4 separate regions of the Macaca mulatta genome follow, and all the other regions are linked to region 1. Evidence: chromatin contacts called from public Hi-C data. All regions are on one chromosome and are shown on one strand. Each heading gives the region's core, a stretch centred on a gene start, on an enhancer-like site or on the middle of the called end of the contact. The rest is flanking DNA. Distances are from core to core; before and after follow the strand shown. Region 1 holds the start of CDC45 (cell division cycle 45). Region 2 holds the start of GP1BB (glycoprotein Ib platelet subunit beta). Region 3 has its middle 70 kb from the start of SEPTIN5. Region 4 has its middle 92 kb from the start of SEPTIN5.

The links. A called contact is a pair of places that touch in the nucleus more often than the background predicts.
Region 2: a contact with region 1 is called in a Hi-C map of fetal cortex germinal zone, with 4 times the contacts expected there. The contact joins the promoter of GP1BB here to the promoter of CDC45 in region 1. A contact is called at or near these places in 2 of 14 Hi-C or Micro-C datasets (fetal cortex germinal zone and fetal cortical plate).
Region 3: a contact with region 1 is called in a Hi-C map of CD4 T cells, with 4 times the contacts expected there. The contact joins the enhancer-like site here to the promoter of CDC45 in region 1. A contact is called at or near these places in 4 of 14 Hi-C or Micro-C datasets (CD4 T cells, cortical neurons, fetal cortex germinal zone and 1 more).
Region 4: a Hi-C map of fetal cortex germinal zone shows a contact between it and region 1, with 3 times the contacts expected there. The contact joins the enhancer-like site here to the promoter of CDC45 in region 1. A contact is called at or near these places in 3 of 14 Hi-C or Micro-C datasets (fetal cortex germinal zone, fetal cortical plate and liver).

What each region holds. Positions count from the first base shown.
Region 1 is chr10:33,228,313-33,231,437 of T2T-MMU8v2.0, reverse strand. CDC45 (cell division cycle 45) reads left to right here and starts at 1,602. Exons shown (of 19, transcript XM_028827988.2): 1 at 1,602-1,950; 2 at 2,090-2,149; 3 at 2,873-2,965. The coding sequence starts at 1,900. It overlaps UFD1 (ubiquitin recognition factor in ER associated degradation 1), which reads right to left and starts at 1,053. Exons shown (of 12, transcript NM_001257731.1): 1 at 1,011-1,053. The coding sequence starts at 1,013.
Region 2 is chr10:32,980,629-32,983,753 of T2T-MMU8v2.0, reverse strand. GP1BB (glycoprotein Ib platelet subunit beta) reads left to right here and starts at 1,420. Exons shown (of 2, transcript XM_015149714.2): 1 at 1,420-2,568; 2 at 2,844-3,125. The coding sequence starts at 2,559. SEPTIN5 (septin 5) reads left to right here. Exons shown (of 11, transcript XM_077950910.1): 8 at 632-728; 9 at 814-949; 10 at 1,221-1,323; 11 at 1,420-2,308. The coding sequence ends at 1,476.
Region 3 is chr10:33,059,124-33,062,248 of T2T-MMU8v2.0, reverse strand. No RefSeq gene overlaps it. Among named protein-coding and RNA genes, the nearest start is that of SEPTIN5, 70 kb to the right of the region's middle. Within about 2 kb of position 1,663, at least 17 of the 40 cell types and tissues checked have an H3K27ac peak or open chromatin away from gene starts, as enhancers often do. A contact at or near this core is called in CD4 T cells, where this site is marked.
Region 4 is chr10:33,080,487-33,083,611 of T2T-MMU8v2.0, reverse strand. No RefSeq gene overlaps it. Among named protein-coding and RNA genes, the nearest start is that of SEPTIN5, 92 kb to the right of the region's middle. Within about 2 kb of position 1,536, at least 18 of the 40 cell types and tissues checked have an H3K27ac peak or open chromatin away from gene starts, as enhancers often do. A contact at or near this core is called in fetal cortex germinal zone and fetal cortical plate, where this site is marked.

The DNA.
Region 1 (3,125 bases), core at 353-2,852:
CTTTCCTTTGAACATAAAAGGTAAATCCGCACAAAGGGGCAACATACTTAACAACCTGCCTGCAGTTTACCCATGAACCCGACCTTCTGCTCCTTCTTTGCTACTCCAGATCCCATCTCTCAATTTCCTTTTCAATGCCGAGACCTAGCACATTGTGTGGAACATATCAGGTATTCTTGAGTGGATGAACTCAAGAATTGAAATAAGCCAGGGTTTGACAGTGGCACACTTAGAATAAAATCTGACAATCATTCTTTGTCTTTACTGAAATAAACAGGTGACAGGAAGACAATACCGTAGAGTGCTTTGCAGCCAGACAGACTTGACTTCAACTCTCCACTCCCTACTTTTGTGACTCGAATAAAGTATCTCTGTAAACGTTAGTTTTCTTATGTTCAAAATAATCATCCTAGCTTCCAAAGGAATTGCAGGGATTAAAAGAAATAAGGCGTGATGAGGGAGTACAGGTGTTAAAAGCTAAGTAACAGGAAATGTACCAGCAGGTATTAGCTTCCATCGTTATCATTAGCGAACACAACACCGCTGTACAGATCCGAAGGCACGAACCTGTAGGCACGGAGCTCACGGAACTGGGGCAAGAGCTGGGTGTCCCCCAAGACCGGGCATGCCCTCTAAGATTTCTCCCTGGGGAGCGCCTGATTCTGTTTCCATCCCCAGCAACCTTGCAACTAACTTTGGGTTTATGGAAACCTGTTGCGCGTCCAGCACATGGAAAACCCGTGAATGGACACTAACTTTCCTTTCTTTCGTCAACGACGGCAAGTCCGGCTGAGACGGAATGCAAGCCACGTTCAGGACTGGCGGACGCGACCACAGGCGGTTAGTGGTCAAGGGTTCTGCTTGTGCCCAGTACGGCCGATGAGCCGGCAGGCCTGACTCAGGCCCAGGTGACTCGGCACCTCCGCCGCCGTCCCGCGCCGCCCCGCCGGGCCCTAACTCAGGCCCCGGGCCAGACCCCCAGACCCCGCCCGCTGCCCGTCAGCGCTTACCATGATGGACACCACCTCGGAGACTCCGCTTCTCTCCGGCAATACGACGAACGTACCCCGCCGACCGCTCTCCCAGCCTCCGCCGCCTCTGCCGCGCCAAGCCGGTACGCCCCAGAGGCTCACCGGAAGTGCCGGACCCGAGACCCGGAGGGGGGTGCCCGGGACAAAGCGTCGGCTGCAAAAGAGAACAGGCCAGGCGAAGACGCTAGGCTCTAAAACACCCTCAGCAGAAGCATTAAAATGACCTTTCGTGATTTATTTCCCCGTTAGTAGGTACTTTTTAAAGTTATTTTAAATTACGTTTTGATAGTTTTCAACCCCTCCAGACGAATTTAGTAGGGCCCATTGTCTTTACGACTACACTACCCAGAATGCACTACCCAGAATGCCTCTGCTTCAGCCATCTAGGACTCGGGCGGAACTAAGCTACAAATCCTTCTTCAGACCACACCAAAAACCTATTGCAAACGTAACTGCTGCCCCATTCGGTATGTGACTGAGTTTAATGTATGGCTAGAAGTAGTGTACTTTCTCTGGGGGTTCCCAGTGGGAGGCAGTAGGCTTCTCTTCCCAAAGTAAAGATGTCCGCCGAGCGTCGCGTTTCTGGGTAAAAGCGAGTCAGAGTTGAAAGGGGCAACAGCGCTTGCGTTCGGCCTCAGAGGTGACCCTTCTTTTGGGACGGGCTGGAGTTTTCTAGCCGTGAATGGCAGAGCGCTAATGGCCGCCTCCAATGTGGTCCAATCAGAAAGAAAGGAAGGCTGGGAACTAAGAGGCTATTGGTTGGTGATTCCTGGACCAATCGGAGGAGCCGTGATTTGGCGGGAGTCTTGACCGCCGCCGGGGCTCCTGGTACCTCAGCGCGAGCGCCAGGCGTACGGCCGCCGTGGCTATGTTCGTGTCCGATTTCCGCAAAGAGTTCTACGAGGTGGTCCAGAGCCAGGTGACGCCCAATCTGGGATCCCCGCCGAGGCCTTGCTGGTGGGGAAGGGATGAGGAGGAGCGGCCGTGGGTGACCGGGAGGCAGGGGAGGGCCGGGGTTCGGGTCGCCGCGTTCAGCCCGTCCGCTCTTTCCCCGATAGAGGGTCCTTCTCTTCGTGGCCTCGGACGTGGATGCTCTGTGTGCGTGCAAGATCCTTCAGGTGAGTTCTGCGGGGCCTGGGAGGGCGGGGCCGGCGCGAGAGGTGAGGGTGCTGCGTGGGGGCGCAGGGCGGGCAGAGAGTCAGGATGGATGCTGAGGGCTTAGCCCCGGAGAGGAAGCCGGGCAGGAGGTGAGCAGCAGGTGAGAGGAGAAGTTGCCTCCCTGTCCCAACGGTGTGGGGTGGGATAGAGGATTAAGTAAAAGGTAAAGAGACTAGTTTGTATTTTTGCAATAAACTATTAATATGAATAGGTGAACAAAGCAGTTGGCGTTTGGGGGAAACTTTGGATCTGTAGTGGCCTCTCAAATGGGGGATTTGAGAGAGAGAGGAATCTGTGACAACTCTGGGTACAGTTGTGTCGTAGGTGTTGCTGGGAATATGGGAGCCCCTAGTCTATTAGGGAGGATCGTTAGTTTGGTTTTGAATAGGGCATGGTATGTACATTGTTTTGGTCTGGCCCTTGGATCAGGAACTTTTCAGACGGCCTGGAAGTTAAATCGGCATTTCCCACCGATGTTTTAATTTGGTAATTTGCAAAATTCACAGGATGGTATGGTAAACACTCGTATGCCTAGCACCTAGCTTTTCCCGGAAGCATTTCACTAACTTTAGTGTTATCCCGTGTCTTTTATCTCTCAACCCATCTAATCTAACTCGGTTTCTTTTCAAGGTAAATTGCCAATGTCCTAAATAAGATAGGCTTTGAAAACACTCTCTCTCCAGGCCTTGTTCCAGTGTGACCACGTGCAGTATACGCTGGTTCCAGTTTCTGGGTGGCAAGAACTTGAAACTTCATTTCTTGAGCATAAAGAACAGGTATTGAAGATGTATTTTAGAATAACGTGGCTTTTTTACTCAATTGTAATTTCTTGACACAGCATTCTATGTCCACAATAGATTCAGTATGTATTTAAGTATCAGCTACATTAGGCAATACGGAAGAGAAAAACATGCTGTATGTACTGGTGACTTACGC
Region 2 (3,125 bases), core at 171-2,670, 250 kb after region 1:
GAGTAAAGGACCTGTACCCCCTTCATCCAGAACTAGAAGGTAAAGGTCACCATGTCTTTGCTTGGCTGGGGTGGGTCATGCGGGCCCCACATGGTGCTTGGCAGGTATGGAGCACTTGGCCAGATCCAGAAGTGCAACAGTGGGCCAGGCCCTTAACCCCAACCCTCTTTCCATGGGTTACCAGAGGAAGGGGCTAGCCCAGTGGCACACCCTGGCTCCCAGATTTCTGACCTCCAGGGTTGGTGGCTTCAGGTACCCCAGCAACTTGAGTGGTGATAATGGAGACCATGCCAGGGGAAGGTGGCCACCAGGGCAGGGGCATCAGCACGGGGAGACATAGGCTTAGCCCTGGGGAGGGAAGGGGCAGCTGGAGGGTGTGGTTCTTGATGAGGGAGGAGATGAGGGTGGAGCATGCCTGGAAAGGCCCTGCAATGTGAAGCCCTGGAAGGCCATGGGCTCTGTCTCCAGCCAGTGGCAGAAAGGCCAGAAAGGGGCAACGCCAGGATCTCTTTGAGGAGAGGTCGTTGATGGTGATGCTGGAGGGGTGCCCTGGGAATTACATGCCCGTTTCCCATCAGTAACCCTGCAATTACGCTGACCGGGTGTGAGCCCTTCTCCCTCCTTCCCCCAGGAGAGCGCGCCCTTTGCTGTTATAGGCAGCAACACGGTGGTGGAGGCCAAGGGGCAGCGTGTCCGGGGCCGCCTGTACCCCTGGGGGATCGTGGAGGGTGAGTGGAGTCTTGGGGTACCAGGTCTGGTGGGGGAAGGCTGTCCTAGGCTGGCGCCAGCCCACCACCCACTCCCACCCCGCAGTGGAGAACCAGGCGCACTGCGACTTCGTGAAGCTGCGCAACATGCTCATCCGCACGCACATGCACGACCTCAAGGACGTGACGTGCGACGTGCACTACGAGAACTACCGCGCGCACTGCATCCAGCAGATGACCAGGTGCGCTCCCCAGCCCCAAGCCAGACCTCGCCCCTCCGGCCTCGCCCACGTCTCCATGACTGAGGGCCAGTCCTGTCAGCCCACTCAGACTTGAACCTTGCACAATCCCCCAAATCGCCCCCCCCTCTCCGAGTCTGGTTTCCCTAGAACCAGTCCAGGGCTGTGAGGGCTCCGGAGGGCAGGGCCTCAGCAGTGGTGGGGATGGGTCAGGCATCGCCAGCCCACGCTGAGCCTCCGGGTGGCGCCGCCCCGTCCCTCCCTTCCCCCGCAGCAAACTGACCCAGGACAGCCGCATGGAGAGCCCCATCCCGATCCTGCCGCTGCCCACCCCGGACGCCGAGACTGAGAAGCTTATCAGGATGAAGGATGAGGAAGTGTGTGGGGCGGTGGGGGTGGCGGAGGCGGGCAGCAGGGATGCGCTTCCACGGTGCTGCTCACTGGCCCGGTTGTCTCCGCCCGCCCGCCCGCAGCTGAGGCGCATGCAGGAGATGCTGCAGAGGATGAAGCAGCAGATGCAGGACCAGTGACGCTCGTCGCGGACACACCGTCCGTCTCCGGGACGCCCTCCCACCCCTGGACCCCAGACCGGACTGTTCCCGACCCGGAGACGCGGGGCCACAGCCCCCAGCTGACCCTAATTTATTCTCAGCACCACCCCCTCCCAGGTCATTCGTATCTGCTTCCGAGGGGCCTGGACTGTAGCCCCCGCCCAGCTGGCCCTCTCTGGCCTTGGGGGATCAGGAGCGAAGTTGGGCGGTACTTCAAAGATCCGCCTCTCTTGCCCTTCCCCCGCCCCCAGACGGTCACACCACCCAAACTGCAGGCCCTGCTCTAGCAGGCAGGCAAACCTAGGCAGAAGAGGATTCCCAGGGTCCTGGGTCTGTTGCCTGCCCCAGTGCTGCAGAACGGACTTGGGAGCCCTCCTTTGCCTGCTCCCGCGGGTCACCCAGCAAGTGCTGAGACCCCATTTTCTGTCGAGGGGGGCCGGGTCTTCCCTTAGCCCCAGAAGCCCAGCGGGCAGGGTTGGGCTGAATCAAATGGGAGCTCTCCAGACTTAAGGAGGTGAGAGGCTGCAAGGAGGGCGGGCCGTGACCACCCACACCCCTTCTCCACAGCCCGGCCTGATCTGGAGGACCCCCGGGGCACTGGGCGGTGAGCCACCTCCTGGCAACTCTCGGTGCCGTCCCCTGCCCTGGCTCGAGGCCTCCCCAGCACAGCTGTGGTGTGCCGGGATCCCGAGCCTCGGCCTCCTGATCTTACCACCCGCATGATCCCTTCCCGCCACACGATGCTCCTTTTTGTTCCGTTGTGAATGCCGCGTCCTGTCCTGGTGACAGGAGAACAATGTTGGTGAACGTCGCAGCGGGTGTCCGAGTGCTCCGTGTGCCCCTGAGAGCGGGTGGGAGCGGAAGCCAGGGCGGCCTGCGGCCTCCGGCGATAGTGTGCTATCTGCCGCTGCAGCACGCGTCCGCGCGGCCTCTGGGCTATTTCTGGCCGGGCCGCAGCACTGTGGTCGGTGCGGGCGTGGCGGGGGCGGGAGCGCTTTATCGCTCGGCTCTCCCGCCTACGCGTCCCGCTCCAGAGTAAGCTGGGCCGCCGTCTTCTAGCCATGGGCTCCGGTGAGTCTGGAGTCCGGTCGGGCCCCCGGCTGCTCCCTAGGCCGACCCGGGTTGAGAGGCGCTCTGGTCCTCTGGCTGTAGCTGGGAGAGACTTGGGTCAGACTTAGAGGGGACTTCCAAACGGCGCGCGGGGTGGTCAGGGTGGAGAGGCTGGCGGGCTACCGGGATGCCGGGCATCAGGGGCTGGATGGAGCCGGGCCGGCGCTCTGGGTACTCAGAGACGTCGCCCAGGTGCCCCGCCGACCGCCCGGCTCACTGCGGCGCTTCCCTTGCAGGGCCGCGCGGGGCGCTGAGCTTACTGCTCCTGATGCTGGCGCCGCCGAGCCGCCCGGCCGCAGATTGCCCGGCGCCCTGTAGCTGCGCGGGGACGCTCGTGGACTGCGGGCGCCGGGGGCTGACTTGGGCCTCGCTGCCGACCTCCTTTCCTGTCCACACAACCGAGCTGGTGCTGACTGGCAACAACCTGACGGCGCTGCCGTCGGGGCTGCTGGACGCGCTGCCCGCGCTGCGCACCGCACACCTGGGCGCCAACCCCTGGCGCTGCGACTGCCGCCTTG
Region 3 (3,125 bases), core at 414-2,913, 170 kb after region 1:
GGCGCTGGCCACTCTGTGGGCGCTGACACCTCCGTGAGTTAAACTCCCACAGGCGCGGTGGGGACGCCTTGTGACTCAGCTCCTCAGCGCCAACACGGGCTGCCCCACCGGCCACGGCGCGGCCAAAGATCCCAAAGAGCGTTAGCATCTGTAGCCAGCCCCCCGTTGCCACCCTGGCTCTCCCGTAACCTGACATACATAGTGCTGCCCTACTTCACCTCAGAAAAAGGACACACATTTACTCTCCATTTTTTACTTAAAAGAATTGTTTAGATTGTGGTAAAATACATATAACACAACATTGGCCATTTGAACCAATTCGGTGGCACTAAGCACATCCACATGATTGTGCCACCATCTCCACCATCGGTCTCCAGGACTTTTCAGCTTCCCACCATAAACTCTATTCCCATGAAGCACTCACTCCCCATCCCCATTGTCCCTGGCGCCCACCATTCTATTTCTGTCTCCATGGATTTGACTCCTCCACGTACCTCATGTAAGTGGAACCATGCAGTATTTGTATTTGGCTTTCTGTGACTGGTTTACTTCACTGAGCATAATGACCTCAGAGTTCATCCCCATTGTAACATGTGTCCGAATTCCTCCTCCTCCTCCTCCTTCTTCTCTCTTTTTTTTTTTTTTTTTTTTTGACAAGGTCTCACTCTGTCACTCAGGCTGGAGTGCAATGGCAGGATCATGGCTCACTGCAGCTTCAAACTCTAGGGCTCAAGAGCTCCTCCCGCTTCAGTCTTCCCAGTAGCTGGGACTATAGGCATGCACCACCATGCCTGGCTAGCATTTTATTTTTGTAGAGAGAGGGTCTTGCTAGGTTGCAGTCCTCCCACCTTAGCCTCCAAAGCGCTGTGATAACAGGTGTGAGCCACTGCACCCGGCCCAGAATTTCCTCCTTTTGAAGGCTGAGTGATGTTCCATTGTCTGCACACACACAGTTTGTTTGTCTTTTCATCCATCGATGGACACTTGTGTTGCCTACACCTACTCGTAGCTCCCTGGCTGTTATAAGTAGTGCACTATCTCTTGTGTGCAGATGTCTCATGGAGACCTTGCATTCCTGCCTGTGGCATTAGTGCAGGTGGCAGGCAGGTCGGTGGGCAAGCAGGTGTGCCCTGTGGATGAGGAGAAGCCTTTTCTGCTTAAAGCCCTGCATGGATGAAAAGTTGCAAAATACATTTGATTTTTACAATTTGTTCAAAATTAATCAAGCAAACACTGATTTTCATCTATTTTCTGAGCTCTCTGCTATAAAACAGAAAACCACCACCCTCTTTCCAGGGGAGCATCTTCTTCCTGCCTCCCCGCTTCCCTTCGGGCCGTGGCGGCATCCTCGGCTCCTCCCTAGCCCATTCATTACACACGGTTCTTCCTCCTCTGCATCTCGAGGCCACTGACTTCTTTGGGAGGTTCCTCTGAGCCACCTATGTGCGGGGTGGGTGGTCATGAAAAGACACCAGTTCCGCCTCCAGCCGGAAGTCCCTCAAAAGCGAAGGGCACTGAGGACAAAACCACCCACAAAACCACCCTTCCCTTCTCTAAAGGAGGAGGGGCGGTGCAAAACCCGTTCTTTAGAACAGGGTCCCCAACCCCTGGGCCGAGGAGTGGCCTATGAGAAACGGGCCTCACAGCAGGAGGTGTGCAGCGGACGAGTTAACCGCCGGAGCTCCGCCCCCTGTCAGATCAGCGGGGCGTTCCATGCTCACGGGAGCGCAAGTCTATCGTGAACTGCGCACGTCAGGGATCCAGGCGGTGCTCTCTTTCCGGGAATCTAATGTCTGCTGATCAGAGGTGGAACAATTTTACCCCGAAACTATCCCCCACCCAACCCCATCGGTGGAAAAATTGTCTTCCACGAAACCGGTCCCTGGTGTCAAGAAGGTTGGGGACCGCTGCTTTAGAGCATGTCCTCCGGGTGGAGGCCAAGAGTGGTACTTGCTCTCCGCGTGCTCTCAGCATCTGCTTTTGTGGTGGCTGCAGTCCAGTGGGTCTGAGAGGGGCAGAGCGCGGAGGTGTAGAAGGAGAGGAGGGAGGAAAAGGTGGGAGGAGAAGAGGAAGGGAAGGAGAATAGGTGGGGGAGGGGACAGAGGGGCAGTGTTGGCCGAGTAAGGGGGTCCGCTCCACGACATCCTGCGGTGCCCACGCAGCAGCGGTGCCAGGTCTTCCTTCCCCACCCATGCGTGGTTACCTGTGGCCGAAGCGGCAGGCGTGCAGGGTGTGACTGCAGAACTGTATGGATCAGACACCGTCTGCCTCCTAAGGGGGCTATGGGACCGAGGAGGTGGACCCCACGTTGGCCTTGACCAGCTCTGCCCACCTCCTTTTGGGAACAGATGTGCCAAGAACAGCCAGGCTAAGGAAACATGGCTCGCACACCAGGAGCCCTGGGGAAAGACTACAACGATCCTTTTAAAATTACTTTTTCCTGACTGTAGTCATAGTGTAATAATTTTAAAAAGTTCAGGAACCATAGAAAAGTATACAGAAGAAAATTAAAATTACCTGGTGCCGGCCGGGTGCGGTGGCTCACGCCTGTAATCCCAGCACTTTGGGAGGCCAAGGCCGGCAGATCACGAGGTCAGGAGATCGAGACCACCCTGGCTAACACGGTGAAACCCCGTCTCTACTAAAAATACAAAAAAAAAAAAAATTAGCCGGGTGTGGTGGCGGGCGCCTGTAGTCCCAGCTTCTCGGGAGGCTGAGGCGGGAGAATGGCGCCAAACCCAGGAGGCAGCGGAGCTTGCAGTGAGCCGAGATCCTGCCGCTGCACTCCAGGCTGGGCGACGGAGGGAGACTCCGTCTCAAAAAAAAAAAAAAAAAAAAAAAAATTGACCTGGTGCCCCCACCAAGCCACAGTGATCATTGTTCATGCCTTAGCAAATTTTCCTGGATTTTGGTAAACAGATATAAGTGCATATTTTAAGTGGCAATATTCTATATTTAGTTTTGATCCTTGTTTTTATCCCTTTAAAAGGATTTTTCATATCATTCAATCATCTCCTAATATACAGTTACCAGTAGCTGCCTTCATTCCATTAGACACTGAAATGGATTTAACTGTTCTCTGGTGGTTAGTTATACATTCTTGTATCTTTCTTCTTTCCTGGTAT
Region 4 (3,125 bases), core at 287-2,786, 150 kb after region 1:
TCAGCTGCCTCCCACTTCCCCCACCTGCTCTGTCTCGGCAGAAAACATCAAGAAGGCAAATCCACACAGCCCTGTGGCCAGCTCATTTGCACACACACTCACCTCGGGGATCTCTGGGGGTGTCTTGGATGCAGACCTCCACCCCTCACACCCTCACACCTGTCCGTCCAAGGGTCAGGCCACGCTGCAGTGCCTGGGCTGGCCTGATGGAGATGCTGTGCCAGCTGGGTCATGGCGGAAAAACAGCCAGGAATCACCCAATGTCTATTCCTTCCTTCCTTTCCATTTTCTTTTACAACAGCAAAACGATGCCAAGATTTTTCTGTGCTTCCCCTGTTATCGGCTGATTTATGGCCTCCCTCCCCAAGTCCCTATGTTGAAGTCCTAACCACCCAGTCCCAACCCCATATGACTGTATTTGGATAGAAGGTTTCTTTTTTTTCTTTCTTTCTTTTTCTTTCTTTCTTTCTTCCTTTCTTTTCTTCTCTCTTTTCTTTTCTTTCTTTCTTTCTCTTTCTTTCTTCTTCTTCTTTTTTTTTTTTTTTTTTTGAGACACAGTCTTGCTCTGTTGACCAGGCTGGAGTGCAGTGGTGCGATCTCAGCTCACTGCAACCCCTGCCACCTGGATTCAAGAAATTCTTGTGCCTCAGCCTCCTAAGTAGCTGGAACTACAGGTATGCACCACCATGCCTGGCTAATTTTTTGTATTTTTAGTAGAGACAGGATTTCACCATGTTAACCAGGCTGGTCTTGAACTCCTGACCTCAAGTGATCTAGCTGCCTTGGCCTCCCAAAGTGCTAGGATTACAGGCATGAGCCACCGCACCTGGCTGAGAGAGGGTCTTTAAACAGGTAATTTATTCAAAATGAGGTCATGGGGGTGGGCCCTACTTTGGTTTGACTGGTGTCCTATAAGAAAAGGAGACCAGGGCCTAGCAAGGTGGCTCCCAACACTTTGGGAGGCCAAAGCAGGAGGATTGCTCCAGCCCAGAAGTTCGAGACCAGCCTGGGCAACATGGTGAGACCCCCATCTCTACAAAAAATTTTAAAAATTAGCCAGGCTTGGTGAGGTGCACCCGTAGCCCCAGCTACTTGGGAGCCTGGGAGGCTGAGGCAAGAGGATCGCTTGAGCACTGGGAATGTGGGGCTTCGGTGAGCCATGATTGTGCCACTGCACTCCCATCTGGGCAACAGAGCAAGGTCCTGTCTCTAAAACTAAATAAAGAAAGAAAAAGGAGAGATTAGGACACAGGTATGCCCAGAGGGACAGCCCTCTGAGGGCATGGTGAGAAGACCGCCATCGACAAGCCCAGGAGAGGGTCCCTGGAAGACATAACCCTGCCCACGCCTTGATCCCAGACTTCCAGCCCCCAGAATATGAGACAATAAAGGTCTGCGGTGAGGCCACCAGCCAGTGGCACTTTGTAACGGCAGCCCCGGGAGGCCAAAACAGCTGCCTGTTCCCCACTTCCCTCTCCCAGCAGAAGCGCAGGGGCTGCTCCTGAGCCCCAGCTGCAGTCTGTCACTGTCAGCGCTAATGCGAAGCTCCCCTAAGGCTGACTTGACAGTATTGGCGAGTGGGCGTGACCGAGCAGCCTGCATCCGGTGCTGGTGAATGGGTACTTAGGTTCTTTATTGAAATGCTACTTGTAGCCCGCTGCTTCCCGGAGCTCTTGGCAACAGCCCAACTTTATGTTCCAAATAGGAAAAGGCTGCTTGATTTAAAGACTCGGACTTCATTAGGCGTTACCTTGATTTATGGAAAAATAATACTAAATGATTGCATAACAATGGCCCACTGCTCACCTACGTGTGGCCTGTGGCTAATAAAACCGGCACGTTCGGCTCTCCCGCGATGACATCAGCTTGTACCAACCCTTGTCTTCCACATGGGAAACGTGTTATGTGGTTCCAATTGTACCTTCACTTGGTGAAGGGTTGTGTTAAGTGATTCCAAAAATTGACTGTGTATATTTTCTCAAGGGAAGTTATTGTATATTATTTTAGCCGGGAACATCTCTTGCACACAATTACCAATCAGAAGTGAAGTGAAAATCAGGATTTGTCCCCCAGCCCACCTGGCGGATCTGACGCCGCCCCAGGCGCAGCCCGTGCGGGCGGGCGCTCTTCTTTCGGGCCAGGCACTAGGAGCCTTTGAGAGGCTGCAGGAGGAAGCCCGGCTTGAGGCCGTTCCTGTTTTGTCTCGCTGGAATTCAAAGATATTTGTTAATCCTTTCCCCCCACTTGAGTTGAGAAGGCCTGGAACGATGTTTCACAAGCTGTGCCCTGTAGAGCTCCTGGGGAAACTTGCTCAAAAGAATGACTTATCCAGGAGGGAACTAATATTTGCTTATTTTCCCCCCACCTAACTTCCCAAGGGAAGGCTAATCTGTAGAAACACAGAAACTTTGGAGGCCAATAAAATTGCAAGCAAGAGAAGGGAGATTGTTTCATTGTTGCTACCATGAAGGAGAGTTTGTTTTTACTGGATTTCTTTTTCCCTTCAGGAAGGCTCTGGGTAAGAGTCCTGATAGATTATTCCTGCACCCCTGGTTCTGGCTTTCCCCCCATTGTTTCAATTGCCCTGTTAATCACTACGATCTCAGTCAAGGTCAGTGCTGCTGTTTCATGTACTCGTGCCCCGCCTGCCCTCCTCTGCCGCGGATTCCCATGGGGATGTGTGTGGCCCTATGACCACCCTTCCGTGTCACCAATCACACGGAGTAGCCCTGAGGCCAGAGTGGGGTGTCGGCAGGGAGGCGGCACTTGGCATTTCCCAGCCTCTTCTTGGATGCCTGGGGTCCTCTTTGCGGGGTTTGGTGAGGTTCTGCTGGGGTGAGAGAGCTCGGCAGCCCCAACTGTGTCTGCTCACAGGCGAAGCATTTATGAGGCAGCTGGATCCCATAACAGAAACAGGGAAACCAGAGGCAGAAATGACATTACCGAGTGGCTTAGGGCACGGCCCTTGGGCATGCTAAGTCAGGGTTGGGGTAGCAAAGTATCATATAGGGAACTGAAATGCTTTTCAGTGCACAATGGCAGTGAACTGGATGGGAATCTTCCGGCCGGGAGAAGTCCAGACAGGGGGAAAAAAGTGTAGACAAGGAAAAGGAGTGAAAGACTGG